2 separate regions of the Mus musculus genome follow, and region 1 is linked to region 2. The links are chromatin contacts, called in public HiChIP or PLAC-seq maps. All regions are on one chromosome and are shown on one strand. The core of a region is the stretch at or near the end of the contact, and the rest is flanking DNA. Distances in the headings are between cores, read along the strand shown. Region 1 overlaps Inpp4b (inositol polyphosphate-4-phosphatase, type II). Region 2 overlaps Inpp4b (inositol polyphosphate-4-phosphatase, type II).

Evidence for each region. HiChIP or PLAC-seq counts read pairs in DNA pulled down with a chosen protein or histone mark.
Region 1: a contact with region 2 is called in a CTCF HiChIP or PLAC-seq map of CD8 T cells, with 20 read pairs. The contact joins two enhancer-like sites. A contact is called at or near these places in 2 of 15 datasets of contacts at CTCF or cohesin (CD8 T cells and pro-B cells), 13 of 484 Hi-C or Micro-C datasets (the Ba/F3 cell line, CD4 T cells, CD8 T cells and 7 more) and 5 of 115 datasets of contacts at active chromatin or transcription factors (CD8 T cells, regulatory T cells and thymic regulatory T cells).

Annotation. Positions count from the first base shown.
Region 1 is chr8:81,608,489-81,614,082 of GRCm38.p6, forward strand. The region is part of intron 2 of Inpp4b (inositol polyphosphate-4-phosphatase, type II); the gene reads left to right. Among named protein-coding and RNA genes, the nearest start is that of Gm51582, 270 kb to the left of the region's middle. Within about 2 kb of position 3,438, at least 10 of the 459 cell types and tissues checked have an H3K27ac peak or open chromatin away from gene starts, as enhancers often do. A contact at or near this core is called in CD8 T cells, Th1 cells, Th2 cells and 2 more, where this site is marked.
Region 2 is chr8:81,496,576-81,502,173 of GRCm38.p6, forward strand. The region is part of intron 2 of Inpp4b (inositol polyphosphate-4-phosphatase, type II); the gene reads left to right. Among named protein-coding and RNA genes, the nearest start is that of Gm51582, 160 kb to the left of the region's middle. Within about 2 kb of position 1,361, at least 25 of the 459 cell types and tissues checked have an H3K27ac peak or open chromatin away from gene starts, as enhancers often do. A contact at or near this core is called in CD8 T cells, Th1 cells, Th2 cells and 2 more, where this site is marked.

The sequences.
Region 1 (5,594 bases), core at 2,188-4,687, 110 kb after region 2:
GCCTAAAATTCACAGAGATCTTCCCACTTTTCCCTCACAAGTTCTGGGATTAAAGGTGTGTGGTAGATAACCTGGCTTGGGAGAAGTTCTTTTGAAGCTTATTCTCAGAACTGGCACAATTATTACGTCTGCTACTTTCTGTTAGCTAAGGTGAAGTTCAACACCAGTCCATATCTAAAGACTGGAGAAGATTCCATTTCTTGACCAGAGACAAGAACTGTATCATGGTTATTTTTTATAATCTAGTCCCTGTTGTTTATGAATGGAAGTTTGATGTTTCCAATGTAACTACTGACTGGATGCTCATTTACATTATAAGTATACAGTTCTTTTATTGAATCTCCAAACTGTTCCAGTACCAAAGTTTCTTGCTTCTTTCCTGTCTTTCCTATCTGATTTCTCTTCAATTAGCCTCTTCTGGAGTCAGCCTAGCATCTGTTCAAGATGGATGGTGACAGTGATGTGGTCCTTAGTTAACTGTCTGTATTGAGTTAAGTCACATAAGGATGGTCTCAAGCTTGGAAAACTATAGACACCAAATGAAGTGGAGGGCAAGTTGCTAGAAAAAGAGCACAGCACTTCATATATATCCTAGAAATTCACTTTTCTCTTTCATCTTTTTGTCTTAGAAATGTGTTTCCTGTCTCCATTTACTCATGGCACTTGACCCACTTTCTTTTTAAAGTGCCATTCACCTTCCTGCCTGATACCGGACCTTTGTTGAACATTACTTTCTGAAAAGGCTACTTTGCTAATGGCACTGGGTGTGCTCTGATGTAAAGCTCGCATGTTGAGTCTCAATTTCATCAGTAGTGTTGGTACCTCCTTATTCTGATTTCCGTGGTCAGTCTAGGACTTCAAATGCATTGACATTCTTAGTTTTCTCAACGGGTCTTAGAAGGAAATGGAGCAATGCAGAGTAGTTGCAAATAACATGAGAAGTGAAATAGTTTGCAAATCACTAAATAGGCCTTTGGGCTTTCAGGTCTAAGCATTTCCTTTCTTTTTTCCTCCCTTCTTTCTTTGCCTTCACTTCTTCATTTGTTTATTCTCCTTCCTTCCTTTCTTCCTTCCTTTGCCATTTCTTCTGTTCTGTCCCTCTTCCTTTCTTCTTGCTTGTTATTTTCTTTCCCTTATATAACCTCTGATCTTTGCTGTTCTTCCTTAAGGATTTTGAATTAAAGAAAAGCCCAGGACTCCCCTAAACCCTACATTTTTGTTCTCTAAACACAAATAGGATTTTATGTGAGTGTCAGAGCTGGGTATGTCACTCAACAGCAAGATGTCTTCTCAGCTCCAAGGGCACTTTGTTCACCCGACTTTATTGTTCCTGGTCCCTTTGAGCTTGACATCTAATCCTGGCCTTCATCAAGGGAAAAAGAGCTCTACAATTTTCTTTGTGACCTGGCTATTTGGGATGTAAGTGTGTGTTGCAACACTCAATGTGTAAAGCTGTTGCCTGTGATAACAGTCTGCCCAATGAAGAAGTATGAAGAAATAGGATTTGGCTGCCTGTAATGAGAATTTGATGTGACTGGAAATTGAACAGAAGTGTCTTTCTATGGAAGGTACTGAGCCTATGACAATCATTCAGTGGCAGAACTTATTGTTTTTCACATCACTTTCACCTGCAAATCCTTTTAAAACCTCATAAGATGATTCTTATCATTGTATACTCCCTCCCTCCAACACACACACACACACACACACACACACACCCCAGCTCAGTAACTTTTCCCTATGGCCACATAAAGCAAAAAAGATACAGAGACCCCTTACTCTACTCCATAAAGATCTGTCATTTTCCCCCTCTAAGCTAAAGCTCTAATTCTCCTTTGCAGCACAATATAACTGTTTTCTCAGGAAATTTCATTTTTCCTCTCATATGGGAAAATCTTAAGTGAAAAGGGAGGGCGAGAGAAAGAAGAAATTTAGGTATGATACCACAGACTTGAAATGTGCATAGACACTCCTCAAAAAATGTTTTTCAAGTTTTTCATAAAATCTTTTTTTCAGTGTAAACAGACATGAACATTTTAGTCTGTACAGACCTAGAGGAACATGGCTACCAAAGAAATCTTGGTTTAGTATTCTAAGAAATGTTAGAAAAAAGAATTTCTGGCACTACTCATAATTCAGCTTAACAATCTTGAACAAGTTGGGTTGGAAAGATGGCTCACTTCGTAAAGTATTTCAAAATTATAGAAAACCAGACATTGTAGCATTTGCACTTGTAATCCCAGCACTCCTATAACAAGATAACATATGTCGGTAGGAGAGTCTCCAGAAGCTTGTGGGATAGCCATCCTGGTATAGACAGGGAAGACATGAAGGGACCTGTCTCAAGCAAACTGGAAGGCAAGGGGTAACATCAAAGTTATTATCTGACTTCCACTTATTTACACTGTGGCATGTATACACCTGTACACACACACACACACACACACACACACACACACACACACACACATATTTTTAACTTAAAAATGATTGAACACATTTTGAACTTGAACAGAATTTCTCCTTCTGTTTTGTCATATAGGCATTACATCTCTATTGTCAATAATGTCTTAGAACTTTCCTTTCATATAATCTCAAATTTCTTTTATTCACTATAATTTATTCTTTCACAACAAAGAATGTGCCAAGAAAATTGAGTAGAGAATTGTATAATTTTATTTGTTTTTTATTGCACTGGATAGCAAAGAAAGTTCTGATTTTTCAAACATTTTATAAATTATTGTATATGTAAAATATTTGGTAAAGTTTTATCTTACCAAACACCTTTGGGGGGAAATTTGTAATGTGTGTCTGTAAGTTTGAAAATTACTCATTCAGTTACTCAGAATTTCCAAAATTATAATAATGATCTTATCAACTACATCAGCCTTAACTTCTAAAAAAACCAAAGTAACACCTTCAGGTCTTCTAGTCTCAGGAAGTCCACTAAGCACCAGCCGTAGTTTTAATTTCTTTGTTTTCAATTATCTACAGACCACAATTATTAAATGTAAAAATTCTAGTAATAAACAGCTGATGATACAATAATCCCTACTGTATATTGTTTTCACTGCTCTATTTTCTCATTGTGGTTAATCCCCTGTCATTCATAGACATGTGTGCAGGACAAGCAACATTCATATGGTTTGATTAATGTAGTGAATTGATGCATACACTAAGGTCTTAGAGTATGTCTCTGAGGACAAGGAGGTGGTAATTTATCTTGTGTTCCACAGTCAGGGCTTGCGACCTTGTGTCCAAGAGTTCTTATGGCTGCAAAAGAGGGGTCACATCAAAGTTGACCCTCTCTGGGGCTTTTCCAGGGTTGAGGATTAAATCTGGCCAAGCCTTTCATTTATGTAACCACAGTGAGAAAGTCTTACTTGACAAACACATGTTATAAAGTTAGAGAATACTTCTCTTTCCTTCCTGCTGTTTATATGCAATGACATCATGAGATGTAAGAAAATGGGTCACTGGGTGGCTCTGCAGAGTGACATGAACTGAATACCTAACTGAATAGAAGTCAGCTTTATTCTTATTTTAGAAATCATAATATATCAAATCCATCATTACAAATGACATATAACAAATACTGCACAATGGTTCTATGCATATGATAGGGAAGAAGAGCTAGCAGAAGCATGGGAACATTCACAGCTTTCTGTTCTTATTGGTTTTTGTGTGCTTTTGACAGAATGTTCAACATCTGCATGGAGAATTTATTTTAATGCTGGGTCTAGTATTAGTTAATGATAACACTTTCCATAATTAATATATAAGTTTGGTTACTGGTTCACCTGAAAATTGCTATAACTATATAAAATAAATTTATTGCATGTATGGAGTATGTAGAGACATGTGGGTGATGTGTTAGAATTAAATCACAGTGCTGATAAAGACTTAATCATATGATTTCACTGTTTGTAAACTTGTAACCACATGAAAATCTTAAATGTTTCTATGACCAAAACATCTTGGTTATCTCAAGATACTTAAAGCTGGTGCCTGTGTTGATGAGAGGTAGAGGGGTGGTCTTATCAATACTAGGTTTTGGGTCTTTCTATTTCTATGAATTCTATTCTCTTATTCTCTGCAGAGGATTTGAAACTTCACAAAAGTCCTTTTAAGAAACCAAGGGAGCTTTCAAGTTCTGTTCTTGATCCTGTATCCATTCAGATCATCACAGCTGAACCTATATTCAGCCCCAACTTTTATCCATTCTTTAGTTTTTCCTCTCTTCAACTTCTTAAAATATCCTGTCAGCAGCTTACCCTGGAAAGCATCCAGGCTTTCTCCAGCTCTGTCAGCAGTCACGGACACTTTGGGAGATGCTCACCCTTGCACACAGATATTCTAGGCAGTCTTTTTGGAAGCCTTTCTCCGGCTGAGCAGCTGTTTGGAAGTGGAGGTTGCTTGTAGATCAGGGGCCCTGAGGACTAGTTTTGTGTTGTATCAGTTTTTATGCAATAGGAAAAGAGAAAAAAGTCCTCTCTTTGTCTCCTAGTCTTTCCCCTGGGTGTATAAAGAAATATTGTCATTTCCAAGGCATCATCTGGGGTGATAAAAACTGCAATTGATATTCTCCTCTACAATTTGTGCACATCTTTCAGGACCTTTATTTCTCTTCCTGTAACCGCTAAGCTTATTTTTCTGACTCCAAGTGGAAATAAAGCTGTCTCAGGTGATATAACACATTTTCCCAAAATAACATCTCAGTGGGAAATGGCCACATGCATATCTAGGCTTTTCTTTTTTTCAAACTGATCTTACCTTGGACTGAACTAATTGCCTTCCTTTTTATGTCCAGTGTCTGTTCTTCTGGGTGAGTCTGTTTTGATCACCTGCATGGGCTTTCTGCAACTGTACAAGTTTTAGACTCATCCTCTATCCCTGTCTCCCATCTCTTTTATATCGACTCAAACATTAAGTTCTTTTTCTTTTCCCCAAATTGTTTTGAACTATTGATCTCCTCTTCATTCAAGTGACACATTCCATGTCCTCATTTTACAAATAATAATCCCACTGAAATACAGCTTTGATTCCATCTGGAGCAAGGAGCCTAGCAGTGAGATGCCCTAGTTATAGAGAGGTGACCCAGAAAACAAGGACAGGATGTACCTGAACCAAAGACATTTCTAGATCAGATTAGAGTGGAACAAGAAGAATAATCTTTGTCCCTCTTGGAAATTACACCCTTTTCTACTTATAGATGAGTGGACAAAACGTTCCTCTAGCCAGCTGAAGATCTGGTTGCTGATGGTGTCTTGTCTTTCAATTGTGAGGTGGCAAAGTGTCAAGGTTTCTTTTCTATACTCTATTAGTTTCTTTTCTTAATTCAGATAAAGAACTTAAGGAAGAAAGGTGATATTTTTGATTCACAATTAGATGACACGGTCCACGGTGACAGGTGACACATGATCAGGAAAGTATTTTGGTGCTGGGTGCAATATCTGTGGCAGCAGGCATATGAGGCACTTGGTTGCATCACATCCTTACAAGAAGTGCAGAGAGAATGCACTCCTTTCATTTTTCTCTTCTCTTTGTGTACGATTGTATTGTATAGTGTGGAGACACCACACTACAGTCCAGGG
Region 2 (5,598 bases), core at 111-2,610:
TCCAGTTATCCATGATGTAACTTTCAATTTCAAGAGTGTCTGCTACCACCCACCCAATATCTGATCATGTTCCTCTCGTCCCCTCCATGTCCTCTTTCCTACTCAGGTCCCTCCCTTTCCCTTCTGCGATTGCTTTCTTCTTCCTCCCAAGTGGGATTGAGGCATCCTCACTTGCGCTCTTTGTCTTGTTAACATTTTTAAGGTATGAAGCTCTGAGGGCCAGCAGAAAGAATGGAAACAGATAACCTCAGGAGAGTGGAGATGGAGAATGTACCAGAGACCTGGGAGGTAGAAGACTTTCAGGACTCAAAGGGAGGGACATTAAAGTGAATGCCCTACAGTGCAGAGAGGGAACTCATAGAGCCCACCTGCAGCAGAGGTTGCCATCCCACAGTCAAAAACTCTGACCCATATTTTTTCCTGCCTGAAAGAACTGCAGGGACAAAAATGAAGAAGAGCCTGAGGTAAAGGAGATCCAGCAACAGGCCCAAATTGAGATCCAGCTCAAGGAGAGGTTCCAAGGCCTGACACTATTATTGAGGCTATGGAGAACTCACAAAAAGTGGCCTATTGTGACCACCCTCTGAAAGACCAAATAAGAAGTTGAAAGAGTCAGATGCAGATATTTGCACCCAACCAGCAGGCAGAAGCTACTGACCCCTGTGGTTGAATTAGGGAAAAGTTGGAAAAAGCTGAGGAGGAGGGTGATCCTGTAGAAGGACCAGCAGTCTCAGCTAACCTGAACCCTTGAGATCTCTCAGACACTGGGCCACCTACCTGGCAGCATATACCTGCTGATATGAGGCCCCTGACACATACACAGCAGAGGACTTACAGGTTTCCACTCAGTCAGAGAAGATGCACCTAACCCTCAAGAGGCTGGAGGCCCCAGGGAGTGGGAAAGTATAGTGGTGTGGGGAGCTGGGGATTGAGGGCATCCTTGTGAAGATGGAATGGGATAGAGAACAGTCAGAGAGTAGACAGGGAAGGGGATGACAGCTAGACTGTAAAAAAGGATTAAATGATTTATTTTTTAAAAAAGAGTGTCTACTGTGCAACAAGTTTCTATGCTTTGTCTCTTCTTGCTTCTTTATCTTGCTGTTTGACTCATCCTGTATTGCGGGTGACACCTTGAGTCCTCTTTGTGATAGACAGAGCTTCCTGTGTTACCCACTCTTACTGAGATATCTTCATTGGTTTTGGGGGTATTACTCTCTTTTTCTCTCAAGATCAGTCATGGCAACTGACTACTGAGTGCCAGGGTTTGCATATGTGTGTTTTCCACATGGCAGTGCTACAGACACTGATGGTTATGCTCAAATTTTGGCACAATGAGTGCTACCAGAACAAACAGAGACTGCGTGGTCCCTGTCATGTCTAGCCAACTCTTCACTACCAGAGTGTTTCCAGTGTTCTCTAAAGCTGTGTGGTTTGGAACAACAGCTTTTTGATCTCTAAGCAGAAAGTCCCTTTCTGTTTCAGTACTCATTACCTCTAATGGATATAAAGAACAGTGGTACACTTTCTTCCATTCTACTGGGGATGAGATAGGCTGCATAAAACTGAACCATTCCATAAGAAATTATATATATATGCATACACACACACACACACACACACACACACACACACACACACACACACACACACATAAACTATAAACCGTAAGCATCAGACCCCACCCATGCTCAATTATTTAATGGCACTCACTGGACTCATTGTGAAAACAGGGGGGGTACATTTTACTTTTGTCTTCCTGAAGCTCTTACCTTAGTCTTAATAATATGTTTAAGAAAAATCTTTTCACCTTTGCTACATACTGACCTCTTAACAGGAAATCTGGCTGATATAGAATCGATGTCCAACCATTTAATGTAACTGAGTGAAAAATTCATTACCTTTGTTCTATGATATTAACTCATCTTTTTAAAAAGAAGAAACTTTTTATTCACTGTGATGGAATTTTGAACACAGAATTATCACTTATGAGAAAGTGTCTCTGTTAGCAAAGATTAATGCTTCAGATAGGATTATTAAATTTTTTCTTGGGTTTAAAGTGACTGTGTCACTTTATGAGGGTTATTTTTTTTGCAGTCACTTCTGACAATATAGGACATCAGAAATATTTCAAAGTTTGTTAGCTAAATTATAGAAATAGGTTCACACATAGAGTAGGAGACAGTGTGCAGGCCACGTACTGTTCTCCCACACGCTCCACTTTAAGCGTGGTCTGATATCTTTTTTGTGTGTAGATGAGGGGTCAGTCCTAGAAGGAGTTAGGAAACCTGTTCTAAACAACACTTCTGTCTTAGTTAAGGTTTCATTGCTCTGAAGAGACACTATGACCAAAGCAACTCTTATAAGGACATTTAATTGGGACTGGCTTACAGTTTTAGAGGTACAGTCCATTATTATAGCAGAAAGCATGGCAGCTTTCAGGCAGACATGGTGCTAGAGGAGCCGAGAGTTCTACATCTTGATCTGAAGGCAGGCAGAAGGAGATTCTCTTCTGCAGGTAGCTAGGAGGAGGCTCTCTTCCATACTGAATGGAACTGAAGCATAGAACCTCAAAACTCACCTCAAAAACTCAGTGATGTACTTCCCCCAACAGGGTCCCATCTACTCCAAGAAGACCATACCTCCTAATAGTATCACTTCGCATGGGCCAAGCATGTTCAACCTTCCACAGCAGCATAGAAGTACTTAAAGTAGACTGAAATATTATCCCTGAGCAAGTTCTTCAAATTCAACTATTTTAGACATATTTGTCTCTGCTCAGCAAAGCTAGATATCAGTATTTCTGTATGAAAATGGCTCCATGGACTGGTATATAATTCAGTGATAATAATGTGTACTTGGTGTGTGATAGTCAGACATTGAATTTAATTTTCAGCAATAAAACAAAACCAGACAAAACCCAAACAAATGAACTTAAACACTCAATCAATACCACAAAGACTACTTTGATGTCATCTAATTTTAGATGGAGCCAGCATCAAGTTCAGGAGTGATCATGGCATTAAATTAAGGGTAACTATTATCAGATTCTAATATTTATTCTCAAATGTTGTAGCTTGGAAATTGAAAGGAAATCCAAATATATGCTATATCTAGAAACTTCTAATTATACATTTAAATAAGTACTTTTATTTGTACAATGTGAAAAATGCTGCTATAAAAAAAAGAAAAAAAATTACATAATTTCAGTTTTGAAATTCATTTTGTTTATTTCTGTAGAAAATAGGCCTAAAATTACTTCCATGTTGAAGGGAAGTAAAATTTAAAAAAAATTGGAGTTGAAACACTATTATGTCTGTTGAGTTACAAGATATTAAATTTCTACTATAATTGAAAACTGGATTTTATATAAAACAAACATTCAGGAAGTAAGAATACAAAAATTATGCATAAAATAGAAATTTTTGGAGGTTGAAGTCAGGGTATATGGAAATGGAAGCTTTTGACGAACAACTTGAAATTTTTTTCTAAGAAATTAGAACAAATCAAAATATTGAAAATTAAAGAAAATTATGATAATATATTAGTGTATGAAACTACAAAATTCTTCTAATTCTTTTAATCATTTATCTAAATTTTAAAGAATAATTTTGCCCAAACTTAGAATTTTTTATTAAAAATAATTACTTTTTTATACAATATGTTCTGATTACTGTTTCCCTTATCTTATCTCCTCCAAGATTCCCCCACCACCCTATCCATACTGTCTTCTTTATTTTTCTCTTTAGAAAACAAATATGCAGAAATAAAAATAAACAAACAAAACAGAATAAAACAAAACAAATATAATATAAAATAAACAAAAAGAGTAAGATATACGTAAAACACACAGACATGTAAAACACACACACACACACACACACACACACACACACACACACACACACACACACCACAGCAGCACAAAATCTGAAACCATAATATATAAGCAAAAGAGCACCAAGATCAAAACAAAACAAAACAAAATAAAATAATAACAAAACAAAAAACTGCTCCCAAAATACCATGAGTTCTTTTTGTGCTGGCCATCTACTGCTGATTTGTCTACACAGTGAGACTCTATAGGAGAAAACTGATTTTCCCTTTGTGAATGGTTGTCAATTGGAAATAACTTCTGGTTCCAGGTTTGGGGTCACATCTAATTTACCCCTCATTGCTGTGACCCCATTTGTCTGTGCAGGTGTTATGCATGCTACCATGATCTCTGAGAATTCATATGTACACTAGTCCTCCTGTGTCTAGGAGACACTGCTTCCTTGGCATCTTTCATTTCCACTGGCTCTTACAATAATTCTGCCTCTTTCTCATGGTTCCCTGACCCCCAAGGGGAGGGATTTGATAGAGATACCTCATTTAGGATTAAGTGTTCCATGGTCTTTCAATTTGTACATTTTCCAATTGTGTGTCTCTGTATTAGTTCAAATTTCCTGCAGGTAGTTACATAACTTTAAAGATGACATCATTACTAACAATTTGAGAACCAAGCACATATATTTAGAGACTCTCATGTCTAATAGGAATAGATATTTGTGTGTTTAGTTTTATGTCAACTTGACACAGGTTGGAGTCATTTGAGAGATATGAATCTAAACTGAGAAAATGGCTTCACAAGATAGGGCTATAAGCAAACCTGTACAACATTTTCTTAATTTATGGTTGATGGAGAGAGCTCATCCCATTGTGGGTATTGCCACCCTGGCCTGATGGTCCTATGTTGTATATGAAAGCAGGCTAAGCAAGTCATGTGGATCAATCAAGTAAGAAGTACCCCCCCATGGCCTCTGCATCAGCTGCTGCTTCTAAGTTCCTGCCTTGTTGGAGTTCCTATCTTGATTTTTTTTCTTTTTTTGATTATGGAGTATCCTATGGAAGTGTAAGCCAAATAAATTCTTTTCTTCATGACATGATTTGGTCACACTGTCTAATCATAGTGATAAAAACCCTAATTCAGACAATGTTTTTTAAACATAAATGAATAATTTTGTGAATAAACTAAAATTTAATGAAACTAAATCTATAAAAGTTCAAAATAAATGACAGATGGAATGCATGGAGTGACAGCCCAAGGAAATCTTGGGTGTCGGTAGGACAGCTCACAAGTCTCTCAGACTCAGTCTTAGCTTCACCTAAATAAGCTTCGGTGTAAGTGGAAGCCTCTTTCCTATGGCTTGATTTCATTTGGGTAGCTTTGTGTTGATTTATTATAATATCACAATATTCTTATTGAGTTATTTCAGTGTCAACACATTTCATTTTAAATTACTATTATTATTATTTGTTAATGTATGTATGGATGGATGTTTTTCTTACATGAAGGTCTGTGTACCATGTACTTGCCCGGTGCCATCTGGTGCTAGGAGAGGCATCAGAATCCTTGGTTCTGGAGTTATAGATGGTTATTAGCTATCATGATGGTGCTGGGAATTGAACTCAGGTCCACTGCTAGAGCAGCCAGTGTTCTTGGCATGAATCAATTTCTCTATCCCCTGAACGTATTTCTGATAGAAGTTTAGAAGATGTTGGTAACACAATACCAGTTTTCAGACTCTCAAAAGCTGTCTTTGTTCTTTGTTTGTTAGT